Linked DNA regions of Mus musculus: all the other regions are linked to region 3. The links are chromatin contacts, called in public promoter capture Hi-C maps. All regions are on one chromosome and are shown on one strand. Each heading gives the region's core, a stretch centred on a gene start, on an enhancer-like site or on the middle of the called end of the contact. The rest is flanking DNA. Distances are from core to core; before and after follow the strand shown. Region 1 holds the start of Triobp (TRIO and F-actin binding protein). Region 2 holds the start of Top1mt (DNA topoisomerase 1, mitochondrial). Region 3 holds the start of 1110038F14Rik (RIKEN cDNA 1110038F14 gene). Region 4 holds the start of Gsdmd (gasdermin D).

The links. Promoter capture Hi-C pulls out the DNA fragments that hold promoters and counts their contacts. Capture Hi-C pulls out chosen DNA fragments and counts their contacts.
Region 1: a contact with region 3 is called in a promoter capture Hi-C map of embryonic stem cells, with 4 times the contacts expected there. The contact joins the promoter of Triobp here to the promoter of 1110038F14Rik in region 3. A contact is called at or near these places in 2 of 39 promoter capture datasets (embryonic stem cells and liver).
Region 2: a contact with region 3 is called in a promoter capture Hi-C map of liver, with 2.8 times the contacts expected there. The contact joins the promoter of Top1mt here to the promoter of 1110038F14Rik in region 3.
Region 4: a contact with region 3 is called in a promoter capture Hi-C map of pre-B cells, with 2.5 times the contacts expected there. The contact joins the promoter of Gsdmd here to the promoter of 1110038F14Rik in region 3.

The regions. Positions count from the first base shown.
Region 1 is chr15:78,946,278-78,949,034 of GRCm38.p6, reverse strand. Triobp (TRIO and F-actin binding protein) reads right to left here and starts at 1,311. Exons shown (of 25, transcript NM_001039156.1): 1 at 987-1,311; 2 at 697-854.
Region 2 is chr15:75,677,484-75,680,183 of GRCm38.p6, reverse strand. Top1mt (DNA topoisomerase 1, mitochondrial) reads left to right here and starts at 1,384. Exons shown (of 14, transcript NM_028404.3): 1 at 1,384-1,531. The coding sequence starts at 1,428.
Region 3 is chr15:76,946,965-76,949,664 of GRCm38.p6, reverse strand. 1110038F14Rik (RIKEN cDNA 1110038F14 gene) reads right to left here and starts at 1,404. Exons shown (of 5, transcript NM_001347540.1): 1 at 1,121-1,404; 2 at 746-1,036; 3 at 513-597; 4 at 1-121. The coding sequence starts at 1,126. Gm46534 (a long non-coding RNA gene) reads left to right here and starts at 1,316. Exons shown (of 4, transcript XR_001781744.2): 1 at 1,316-1,405; 2 at 1,531-1,653.
Region 4 is chr15:75,861,041-75,863,740 of GRCm38.p6, reverse strand. Gsdmd (gasdermin D) reads right to left here and starts at 1,402. Exons shown (of 11, transcript NM_026960.4): 1 at 1,260-1,402; 2 at 113-336. The coding sequence starts at 332.

The sequences.
Region 1 (2,757 bases), core at 62-2,561, 2.0 Mb before region 3:
CTGCCAAGTCACCTGGGTCCCTTGGCAAACACAGAGGGATGCAAAGGGCTGGCTAGGTATTTCCATACTTGAGGACAAAGTGTTACACAAAAGTGAACACCGCCTAAGGTCACAAAACTCCTCTGTGACTGAGTTTAGCCAAAAGAGAACCACTGCGTTTTTTTTTTTTTTTGTTTTATTTTGTTTTGTTTTCCCTGTTCTAAAGATCAGACCCAAGTTGGGGCAGGCATTAGAAAATTGCTGTACCATTGAGCTACACACCCAGCCTAGCCTACCGGTCCAGTCTTCTCTGTTCTGGAGGCTACAATGTCCACACCCTAAGAGTGACTCTGGGAGAGAAGATTCATCTCACTCATCCACAGGCAGGGAGGGGTATTAGCAGGAGATAGCCAGCATGCCCTAGAGCTCAAGTACCTCATAGCACCATTGGGTCACCTCATGCCTGACCTACTTGGTGATGATAGAGCTGGGGGTGGGGGGAGGGTCAAGCCTTTGTTGGCAATTTCAGCTGAGCTGAGGAATTTAGGGTTCTCCCCTGGGGCTCTAGGTCGGTCCCTTGGAGAGTGGAAGCCCCACGGGAGGATCCACGGAGCTTGAGTTCCTCCTAGGGCGACCACTTACCTGCTCTGCTTAGTTCCCGTTTTGTATAATGGATGTATAGATGGATGGATGGGTGGGTGGATGCGCTGCACAAACCTGGGCTGTTCTTTTCTGGTCCAGCCACCGAGAAGAGCATCCTCTTGGATAGAGAACGTAGCTCCTTTTCCAGGGAAGCTAAACGGGGGCTCTTCGTGTGCCCCTTATGACTCCAGTTTCCTTCACGACTCCCCCCAGCCAACTGGCAGAAATCTTCCCTAAAATGCACATTAGATAAGAATTTAACTACAAAAAGCCTTCGTGCATTTGCACGCCCCACCCGGAGAATGGACCCTGAGTCCCCTCTTCCCAAAGCCGGCCGACCAGCTCCTCGGGGTCTCTCAGCTTACCTCCTCTGGCCTCCCCTTTCCAGCCAGCTTAGTTCCGCTAGCCGCGGGGTTCTGACCTGGACTCGGGTTTCCACTCTCCGGGCGGCGGAGGAACTGGTGCCAGAGTCACAGCCTCTATTTTAACAATGAATCAAAACGCGGCCCAGGACTTGCGTGATAGACCACGCCCCTCCCTCACTCCAATAGGCTCTCCCTAAGAGCTTCATTTGCATGGTCAGTGTGCGACTGGACACACCGAGGACTAGGGGCGGGGCAGAGGCGGGCGGTGCCCAGGCGCCTTGCCGCGCGGGATGCACAGCACGTTTCGCCCGCGCTACCAGCATCTTGGTCCAGTCATGTCCCCATGGGGCCTGAGGACTGGACTTAAGGGCTTGTCTCTTTTCCTGTTGGCTCTCTCTAGCTAAGGTCCCTCAAAAGATACTAATGCATGTGTGGAAAGTACAAAATGTGGCTTCCCGGGCGTGGGGACACAGCACTTTAAAAACTGAAGCAGGATGATGGATCTCCCACAGTTCCAAGCAAACCCAGAGGGCTGGTGATGTACACCTCTAACCCCAGAAATTGGGAGATGAGGTTAGTGGGTATCTAGAAGTGAGGGGAAGACAATCAGAAGGTTATGGCCAGAGACAGTTGGAACCCTGCCTAGTCTACATGAGACCCTGTCAAACAAAAGCAAAACCACCAAAAACCGAAATCAACCAACCAAATAAATTGTTCAGGCAGAACAGTACCAGACAGCTAGTAAACACTAGTGGAACACGGTACCAAACTCATACCGCTCTAAGTTACTGTAGTCAGGGTCTCAGTAGCACAGAGCATCCCTGCCCAGGGATATCTTCACCTCCATTTGAACATTGACCTGGGCTCAGCCACAAAACCAGCAGCCCCACCCCAACTTTTCAAGTTAAGCTCTGTTGTACATTGGTTAAACCCCAGCTCCTATGCCAAGCCTTTACGTATAGCAACAAGGATCAGAGATGCTAATAGACTTGCCAGGGTCACACAGCTAATAAAGGGCAAAAACCAAACTAAAATCTCGGAATGTCTGACTCTGCAGGCCACTGTGGAGTGCCCTCCATTCACATATTCTCTCATTCACTTGGATCTGGTGATGTGGCCAGAAAAGTAAACAGGAATAAAATGTAGTTGCTTCCAATGTGAGGGCATCCTGACCCCGAGTGGAGCTGGCTGATAAGCACAATGGGCTTCCTCCCTGGTCTGGCTAGCTCTAAGTAAGAAAGGGGCTAGTGAGACCTGGGTTCTGCATCAGCGTCTAGCACTTCTTGGCTGGGTGATCTTGAGCCAATTACTTGGCCTTTCTGAGCCTGGAGTGGAATGGGTGTTTCCACTGGGTTGGAACTGACACGGACCCAGCCCTCTGCCCCTACCAGGCTAATCCACCGAGAGCCAACTGAGGCTGGCACTCCTGACAGTGCGGTTCGTTAAAAATGTATGGAGCCCTTTGTCAGTCATGTTTGCCAAGGGTTCATCGGAGAACAAGAGACCTGTGCACTGCTTTGTGTGTTTGTGTGGTGGAGGAAAACAGACCCAGGGCAAGAGAAAGAAGCAAGACATGACTGAGTTCGCCGGTGCTTAGCTAAGAGAAAAGAGGGCAGAGCAGAGAGTGGCAGGCATAGGGTAGCTGGCATGTTTCCAAGAGGTTGTCCGTGATCTTAAGAAAGTTGTTCTTGGGCTGGAGAGATGGCTCAGCCATTAAAGGCTAGGCTCACAACCGAAAATATAAGAAAGTTGCTCTTGCCTCTGCCACATG
Region 2 (2,700 bases), core at 135-2,634, 1.3 Mb after region 3:
AGCAAGCACTCATTGGCTGTGCCATCTCTCCAGCTGCTGCAGTGGAGTTTTGAGCTGTGGGTTTCAGGGGCGCCAGGGAGAGAGGCGGTTGAAGTCTCTGAGTGTGTATGTGTCTGCCTCGCTCTTATCAGACTTTCTGGAGGAGGTGCTGGAGGAGGCTGAGATTCAGAGAAATTAAACTTGTCTAGTAAAGAGCAGATGGTGGACTCCCACAGGCAGACACAGGCCATTGTAGCCCATCAAGTTGAGGAAAGCGACGTGAAAACGCTTGTATGTTACTCGTAATGAGATGGTTGCATTGAGTTTGTATTGAAGTCAAATGCCCCTGCTTATCCTGAATTGTGGCTTCTACACAATGAAGCCCTCCCCACCCTCCAGCTCTCTGTTGGCGGCTACGACGTGTGAGTGGACACTGCTGTCACAGAACAGCCTTATGACGGACTTTGGGCTCAGGAGGTCTGACTGTCAGCTCCAGCATTCATCATCATCTACCTGAAATTCTTCCTCAAGCCTGGTCTCAGTTGCAAACAGGGCTCCTTTTACCTGCTATGAGGATATGAACGCTGTGAGGCCATGCTCCCCAACTGTCACAACTCCAGCTGGTCTTCAAGGGTACAAGGGTCCTGGACAGCCAGCTACAGACCTGGAATGCCCAAAGTCTTGCTGGTCTGTTGATCATACTCAGCAAACTTTTTGTAGTACTGGCCGTGTCCAGCAGGGGGCCCACTAGCCTCTCCCCGGCTCTGTTCCTGCCTCGGGCCGCTAGATGTCAGTAGGAATCCAGTGAGTTGGTAACCGTGGGCGGGACCTACAGGATAGGCTAGCTCTTTCTTGCTGGTCTCCGTCTCATTTTTTACCTTTCCTGTTCACCACTTTCTTGCAGGCCTGTGTGCTGTTTCAGTGGAAATACCAAGGCTGCCTGCTGCTGGCTCGGGGAGCAGCTGTCCGCGGATTAGGAGATTTTTGTTGCTTGGTACAAATGTCTTGAGATCTTGGTACACATGTCTTCAGATCTGAATGTGTTGAAGGGGGGAGCCTATGGCTTATGGCCCTGGTCTCTTGGCGGCGAGCCTAGGCAACAGCAGTTTTTGCAGGACTTCCAGTGCTGTTGGTCAGTCGCCTAGAGGAAGTTGCTTTGAGCAGGGCAGCTGGTGTCTGCAACTGCGTCCTCCTGGAGGTGTGGGTACTCGGTGTTTTGCCACTTAGATGGGTAGATAGGGCCCTCTGACCAAGTGTGTCTACTCATGACTTCCTCAGGTTGCCATGGCAGGTAGAAGCGCTGGGAGAGGGGCAATGCTCGGCCCTGGCTGGGGACGCCTTCCCAAGGTGGGCGGGCAGGGCGGGACTCCTGGACGTGTGGGGGCGGAGCTCTGTCAGAAGGGCGTGGCCTCGGAAAGCGGGCAGAGCCCACGCATGCACGCACACGCATGCTGCTGCTGTGGCTCAGAGCCCTGTGCCGGCGTTTCCAGCATGTCCCCTGCCGCGTCCCTTCCTGTCAGGTGTCCCGGGTCGCGAAGGCGAACAGAGCCGGGTAAGGCGGGTGGGACGGAGCTCAGGCGAGACAGGGCTCAGTGACTTGCCTAATCCTGCTCCTGTGCCGGGCCACACCGGACACATTGGGAAAAATCGGTCACCCATGTAATTGGGTCTGGGCCTCCAGGCTGCCGCGTTTGGTTTGGAGGAGGTCCCTTTGGAGTGTGGTTCCCAGATTCCCTGATTGGTCTCAGGCCCACTCCACGATTCTTACACTCTTTGTCACGTGGCCTTAGCTTTCAATACCTACCTTACGTCACCAGCCTGCCCCGAGGGACTTCCTAGGGGTTGGGATGGCTGTCCAGGCTGAGATTATATGTGAGATTCTGATTTTTCAACCTTTCCCTCGTGTACTGAGGTTCCCGGAAGCGCCCAGCTCTGGGTTGTGGGATTGTTGCTCACAGCACTTGGGGAGCGGGGATGTCCTGGTCTAATCGCCCGAGTGGTGGGTGGGTTCACAGCGAAGACAGCCCTTCCAGGGCCAGCCATTACAGCTGACCTGCTGACCTGCTTTTGATAGCTCAGCCCCGGACTGGGGCAGCTAAGCTCTTAGGCTCTAGAAATTCCAGGGGAAAGACAGGGCTGTCCTGACTCTCCAAATGGGGCTGAGTTGTGGCCTCTAGGAGAAGACACAGGGCTTCACAGCAGGACATCGGGGTAACTTCCTTGATACTCTTCTCCAGTGGGACAAAGGAATGTCACCCACGCCACGCCACGCCACAGTAGTTGTTTATAGCCCCAATCTCAGTGTCCTTGTCTGTGAAATGGGGATGGCCGTAGACTTCGCCTAGCAGTTTGGGTAATGAGCTTGCCGCTCAGTGTAGGTTCTGAGGTGCTTGTCCACATTTTATGACATCGAATTGGGCTGAATGTTGGAGGAAAGCTGCCTGAGTCGTGTCACGAAGCACTTCTGCATGCAGCCACCGAACTGTTCCCCACCTAGACCCACATGAGAAGCGGAATGGGATTTAAACCCCTATCTCTGGGAACCTTTGGCCACCACTTTTCTCTTTTTCCCTCCTGCATGGTTCATGGGACACCTCTCACCCCTCACACCCCTCAGGCATCCAAGTTCTGGCTACTTTGCAAGAGCTGCTCTGTTTATGAAGCCCGGCCCGCTCCTTACTTTCTGAGGGCACACCTGGAATTGTTTACTGGCTCAGGACA
Region 3 (2,700 bases), core at 155-2,654:
CGCCACTCTGCATCCATCTGAGCCCTGTAGTCCCCAAACAAGGAGCGCATCAGCTGTCTCTTCCGGGGCAAGGGGGTTTTTTCACTGCGCAGCGTTCGGATTGCCCCAACAGCCTGCTCTTCTGCAGATGAAAGAAAGAGAAAGAGAAAGAGAAAGAGAAAGAGAAAGAGAAAGAGAAAGAGAAAGAGAAAGAGAAAGAGAGAAAGAAGAAAGAAGAAAGAAGAAAGAAAAAGAAAAAGAAAAAGAGCTAGTGACTTCAAACACACTCATATCATCCTACTACAAACAATTCCCATCCAGCTGGGGTGACGCACGCCTTTAATCCCAGCACTGGGGAGGCAGAGGCAGGCGGATCTCTGAATTCCAGGCCAGCCTGGTCTACACAACTAAGTTTCAGTACACCTAAACAAAGCAAACCAACCAAAAGCAACAACCCCACCCCTTGGCAATACCATCAGACCACAGAACTGTCACCGTTTACATTTCCCTAACTGTAGAGAAGGGTCCCTCACTCTGCTTCGGGGTAGGTCTCTGCGTCTTGAGACCCAGCTCCAGCTGTTCCACACACCAGGCCAGCTCCCGCGCCAGCTGTTCCGCCTGGGACAGAAAGGAGGACATGGTTGTGATGGGTAACAGGGTCCCGCAGACCCCACTCCCATACCTTCAGCGCCTTAATTCCGCACAGCTCGCCCACAGAGGCAGGCGGATTAGCGCCCAGAAAGCTCGCAGGGAGTACCATCCTTGCCTGGGCCTCAGCGCTAGGAGGAGCTTCGTCCGGGGCAGGTTTCTCCGAGGGCTTTTCGCTTCCATTTGTCCCAGAGACCCTGTTGGGGGTTTTCTTTTTCTTTTGCTTCATCGCTACTGTGTTGCCTACGGGATGGGTTCCGGCGGCGGAGTCGCATGCAGGTTGCACTGAACTGCGGAGAGGAGGTTCCGAGGCACCGGAAGCTGAGCGAGAGGGCCGGGGTCTGCGCGGAGCGCGATGAGTTTTCCGACTTGAGGCTGCTGGTGCCTCCCGAGCAGGACGCCCTGGCTCCTGAAAAATCGTGAGACAGGACGAAATTCACAGGGTCTCCCCACCTAGGGCCTCGCCACAAACACGCCTTCTCCCACAGCTCACCGCCATTAGTCGGAGCGGCCGCCGGAAGCTGGTAAATCCTAACTACCACAGCGAACTCACTCCTCTGGAAACACGTCTACGACACAAGGTTCCGCAGAAAGCGCAGCGGAGCCAGAGCAAGCGCTCAGCGCCGGACAGAAAGCACTTGGGTGGATGGAGCGCCTCAGGCTGTGCTTGTAATTTTAGGAGACAGAGTGCACGGGGATGAACTTAAAGGCCTCGGAGAACCCAGCAGAGTGTGCCGCCAAGAAACAAGACAATTGATTCCTGGAGAGAATGGAACCGGTGGGGTCGGGGGGAACGCCCAGAGATGGGGCAAGGTGGATTATGCGGGGCGGGGCGGGGCGGGGCGGGGCGGGGCGGGGCGCAGGCGTTGACAGATGGCTCAGCTTGTCCCCGGTATACTTCAGAATCCTGAAGAACTAGGCTCTAATGGCAATGGAGTGAACTTTCCAACGAGAGTCGGGGCAAGCATGCACTTCCTTCTTCCACGACCATTAGGCTGCCACCCGAAGACCTGGCCCAGATTTAAGGTGCATCTTCCCACCTCAAACGAAAAATCAAGAAAATTTCCTTACAGGAACTCCTTACCCCTTGAGGTTTAGGATAATTACAGGTGTGGGTTGTCAAAATGACAACCAAGAATAGCAATAGCTATCATAGCGGTCTAGCCCTAGGACTACAGATACCAGTCATGGAGCTACAGGATTTGGTATTTTTCCTACAGGCTTCTAATCCTGCTTTGTTTCAGTATTTCTTCGCTATGCCTCTATTCCACACTTTTGGAATGGCGACATATATACTGTGTCCTAATAATCACAGGACATGGTAGTACTAAGAGACGCCCTAAGGGATCTCCTACACTCCAGACATAATCTTGCTTACCACCATTGTGAAGAGGTAATCCAATTTCCCCATGGTAATCTGGATCTATCACCCCTCCTAACACTGTTATTCCTTTTTTAGCCTGTTGGTTTAAGGGCATTAGAAGCCCAAAATGACCAGGGGGAAGTCTGAGCTTCCAGTTCAATGGAATGTTTGTTGTAGCTCCTGGTAGGAGCACTCCCTTCTCTGGAGCCAAAACTTCTAGGCCAGCAGAACCTAGAGTTATGGGGACAGGAAGCAAAAATTTTCCTAGAGGGTCACTAGGAGTGATAGTAAGTGCTCTGCTCAACTCCTTCATGCCTTCAAAACCAGTACCACCTGGGTGACCCTTACACATTACCAAGTCCAGCCACAGCACAATGTACAACTTTGGCTATATCTGGAACACAGCCACTGTGCTCTCAGAAAACACTTCCCAGAAGATGTCACCTCAATGATGCTGGTCTCTTCTTAATCACCGCTAATTTCTTAGCTCCAGCTAACCAGCATCAATAGTCCCAGTAATGCAAAGTTTTTGCTTTAGTAGTTCTGGTATCTTGTTAATCACAGCTGATTCTTCAGCCCCAGCTAACCAGAACTACAGAATCTTCACAATCAAAACAGCAATGGCCCTGAAAAGAGTCTTTAATTTTCCCTCTGAAATTTCACAAACCAGACCTCCATCTTCTGCAGTGTTCTCAACGTTGTCTTCCAAG
Region 4 (2,700 bases), core at 153-2,652, 1.1 Mb after region 3:
CTGGAAATAGGACCAGAGGAGTAGAGTTGAACATGCCCAGTTAGATGGCAGGCTGGGCTTTGCCCATTCCCTTCTGTTCAATCTTGGGGGATCAAGATGGGAAAGAAGATACCTGGTTCTGGAGCACTGGGCTCCAGGATGTCCTTGATTGACAGGTTGACACATGAATAACGGGGTTTCCAGAACCTTGAGCTTGAAAATTTCCTGTTCAGAAGGCAGTAGGGCCTGAAGCTGGTGGAGTTCCGCAGGCTGTCCACCGGAATGAGATCGCCTCTGCTGCCGCTTACCTCCTTGATCACATTCTTGACCACTTTCTCAAAGGCCGATGGCATGGTCCTGGGGGCAGACGGCAGGGCTCCGTACTTAGTTCCTCCAGCACTCAGGAACCCCATCCCTTCAAAGTAGCCTTGCCTTGTTAGTCCTGGCACATTCCTGCCCGACCAACACAACACAGACACGATTCACTCCGTGGCTCGCCTATCTGTCTCTCCTTGGGGCCACAGCACTTAGGAGGAAGAGGAGGAGGGGGAGGGGGAGGGGGAGGGGGAGGAGGAGGAGGAGGTAGTCTGTAGTAGGTCTATACTATCTACATCATTAATTACTGTGCATAGCCTTTGGCCAATTGCTAAAGTCTAAGATACCTTGTTGCTCTCCCTGGCTGAGGGCCAAGGCTGGGGAAGGAACACAAGCCCCCACTTCTAAGGGATTTAGCACAGGAGCCCACAGCAAAGCCAGTGTTCCAGGGCTCAGTGGTTTCCTCCAGGGCTCTCATGTACAGCTCTGTGAGCTACCTGACCTGATTGAACTTTCATGGGTCAGAGGCCAAAACAGGCCTGGGACAGACAACCTGGGCACTGTGGAGGAACAACTCTACACCTAGGAAACTGGGTCTCTGGGCTAACGGTGGAGAGTGAGGCAGGAAGGCCCTTGGTGATCAGGGAGGGACTTATGGGTCAAGGAATCATCCCAGAAGCCTAGAGAGTCCCCCCTCCTTCCCCTCCCCCCACTCGGTCCCCTCTTCCCGCCCCAGTGTCAAGTCCAAACCAGGCTTGTCCCACTGTATCACTAGTGGGTGACCTCCATAGAGGGTAGACCCTAGCTGCTAGGGCCCCTTCAAACTGTCTTCAAGGTATAGTGGGGCTTCTGGGAAGGGCTAAATCCCCAACTCAACAAGCAAGCATCCAGGCCATAGCGTAGACCACACTAGATAGAGGAGGGGCGGCTGGGCTCTGGAAGAGCTGGGTAGCAGGGTGGCTCACCTCGATTTTTCACCCCTGCCGAGGTATCTGGGTCCACCAAGCGAAGCGAGGACCTGCTGGGATGCCGGGGAGGGGTCTATTGTCTGCTCAACCCGGGAGCAACGGGAGCCACGACCAAGAGCGGAACTCAGGCGGCAGGACACAAAAGTGAAACCGTAAAGCTTCAGCCCGACGTAGCGGGCGCGGTGCTTTCAAGGAGCCCTCCCTCCCGGAACAGCTGCGCAGCCTGCCCTAGCCTCCTCCTCCTCCTCCTCCCCGGAGCCCGCCTGGGCTTCGGGAATTCCCTGCGATCCGGGAGCTTCGCTTTCTTCTAGTTCGGGTTCCTCCAAGTTCGCAGCGCTTCCCCCCCACCCCGCCCCCCTTTGGTTTTTTTTTTTCGAGACAGGGTTTCTCTGTGTAGCTCTGGCTGTCCTGGAACTCACTCTGTAGACCACGCTGGCCTCGAACTCAGAAATCCACCTGCCTCTGCCTCCCAAGTGCTGGGATCAAAGGCGTGCGCCACCACCACCAGGCTTCACTTATTCTTTCTTAAACACCTGGGCCATAGTAAAAGATCTGAATGGACTTCTCTAGGAATACACAACTGAACCAGTTGCCAGCAAGCACACCATTAGTTATCAGGAAAATGCAAATCAAAACTAGATAGCATCAAAGCTACTCTGCTGGCTGACATCCTAAGTAAATAGCAGTAAAGCAAACCCCATGGTCCTTGCAGACAGGAAATTGAAAACAGAGCTGCTCTAGAATACATCCACAATTTTTCAAACGGGTGAATGTAGAGTTACCAGGTGACCTAGCAATTGGACTTGTAGGTGCATATCCAAAGCAAGAGGTCATCTTGGGGTTGTGGCTATCAATGGTGAAGTGTTTCTCATACAGCAAACAGAAGGTCAAACAGATATGCCTACACCAATGTTTGCTGTAGAGTTTAAATTTTCCTCTTGAGATTTTAAAAACTTATATCCCACGTGTGGGAGTGTTTTGTCTGCATATATGCAAGTGCACCATATGTGGGTGCCAGGACTTGAGTCCCCGTCCTCTGTAAGAGCAGCAAGTGCTCTTAACCCCTGCACCATCTCTCCAGTTTCCATGGTAACATTTTAAAGAGTCAAGCAGATAACCCTCAAGTGACCTGAATGACAATCAATTCATACATAGATTAAAATTTTGTCCAGTTCTGGGCCCTGCACACACTAGGCAAGAAAGCCCCCTATGACCAAGCTCTGTCACCAACCCTCAATAGGGCGCTTGCATGGCTACTGAGAAGCTTGAGTACACCTATAAGACACATTGCAGAATGTGGATAAACCCTGAAAACACGGCCACAAGCGGAAGAAGCCAGACCAAAACTAATCCAAGCCAACCAACCAACCAACCAACCAAACAAACAAACAAACAAAAAAATGACACATCACTGTGCAAGCCATTTTGTATGAAATCC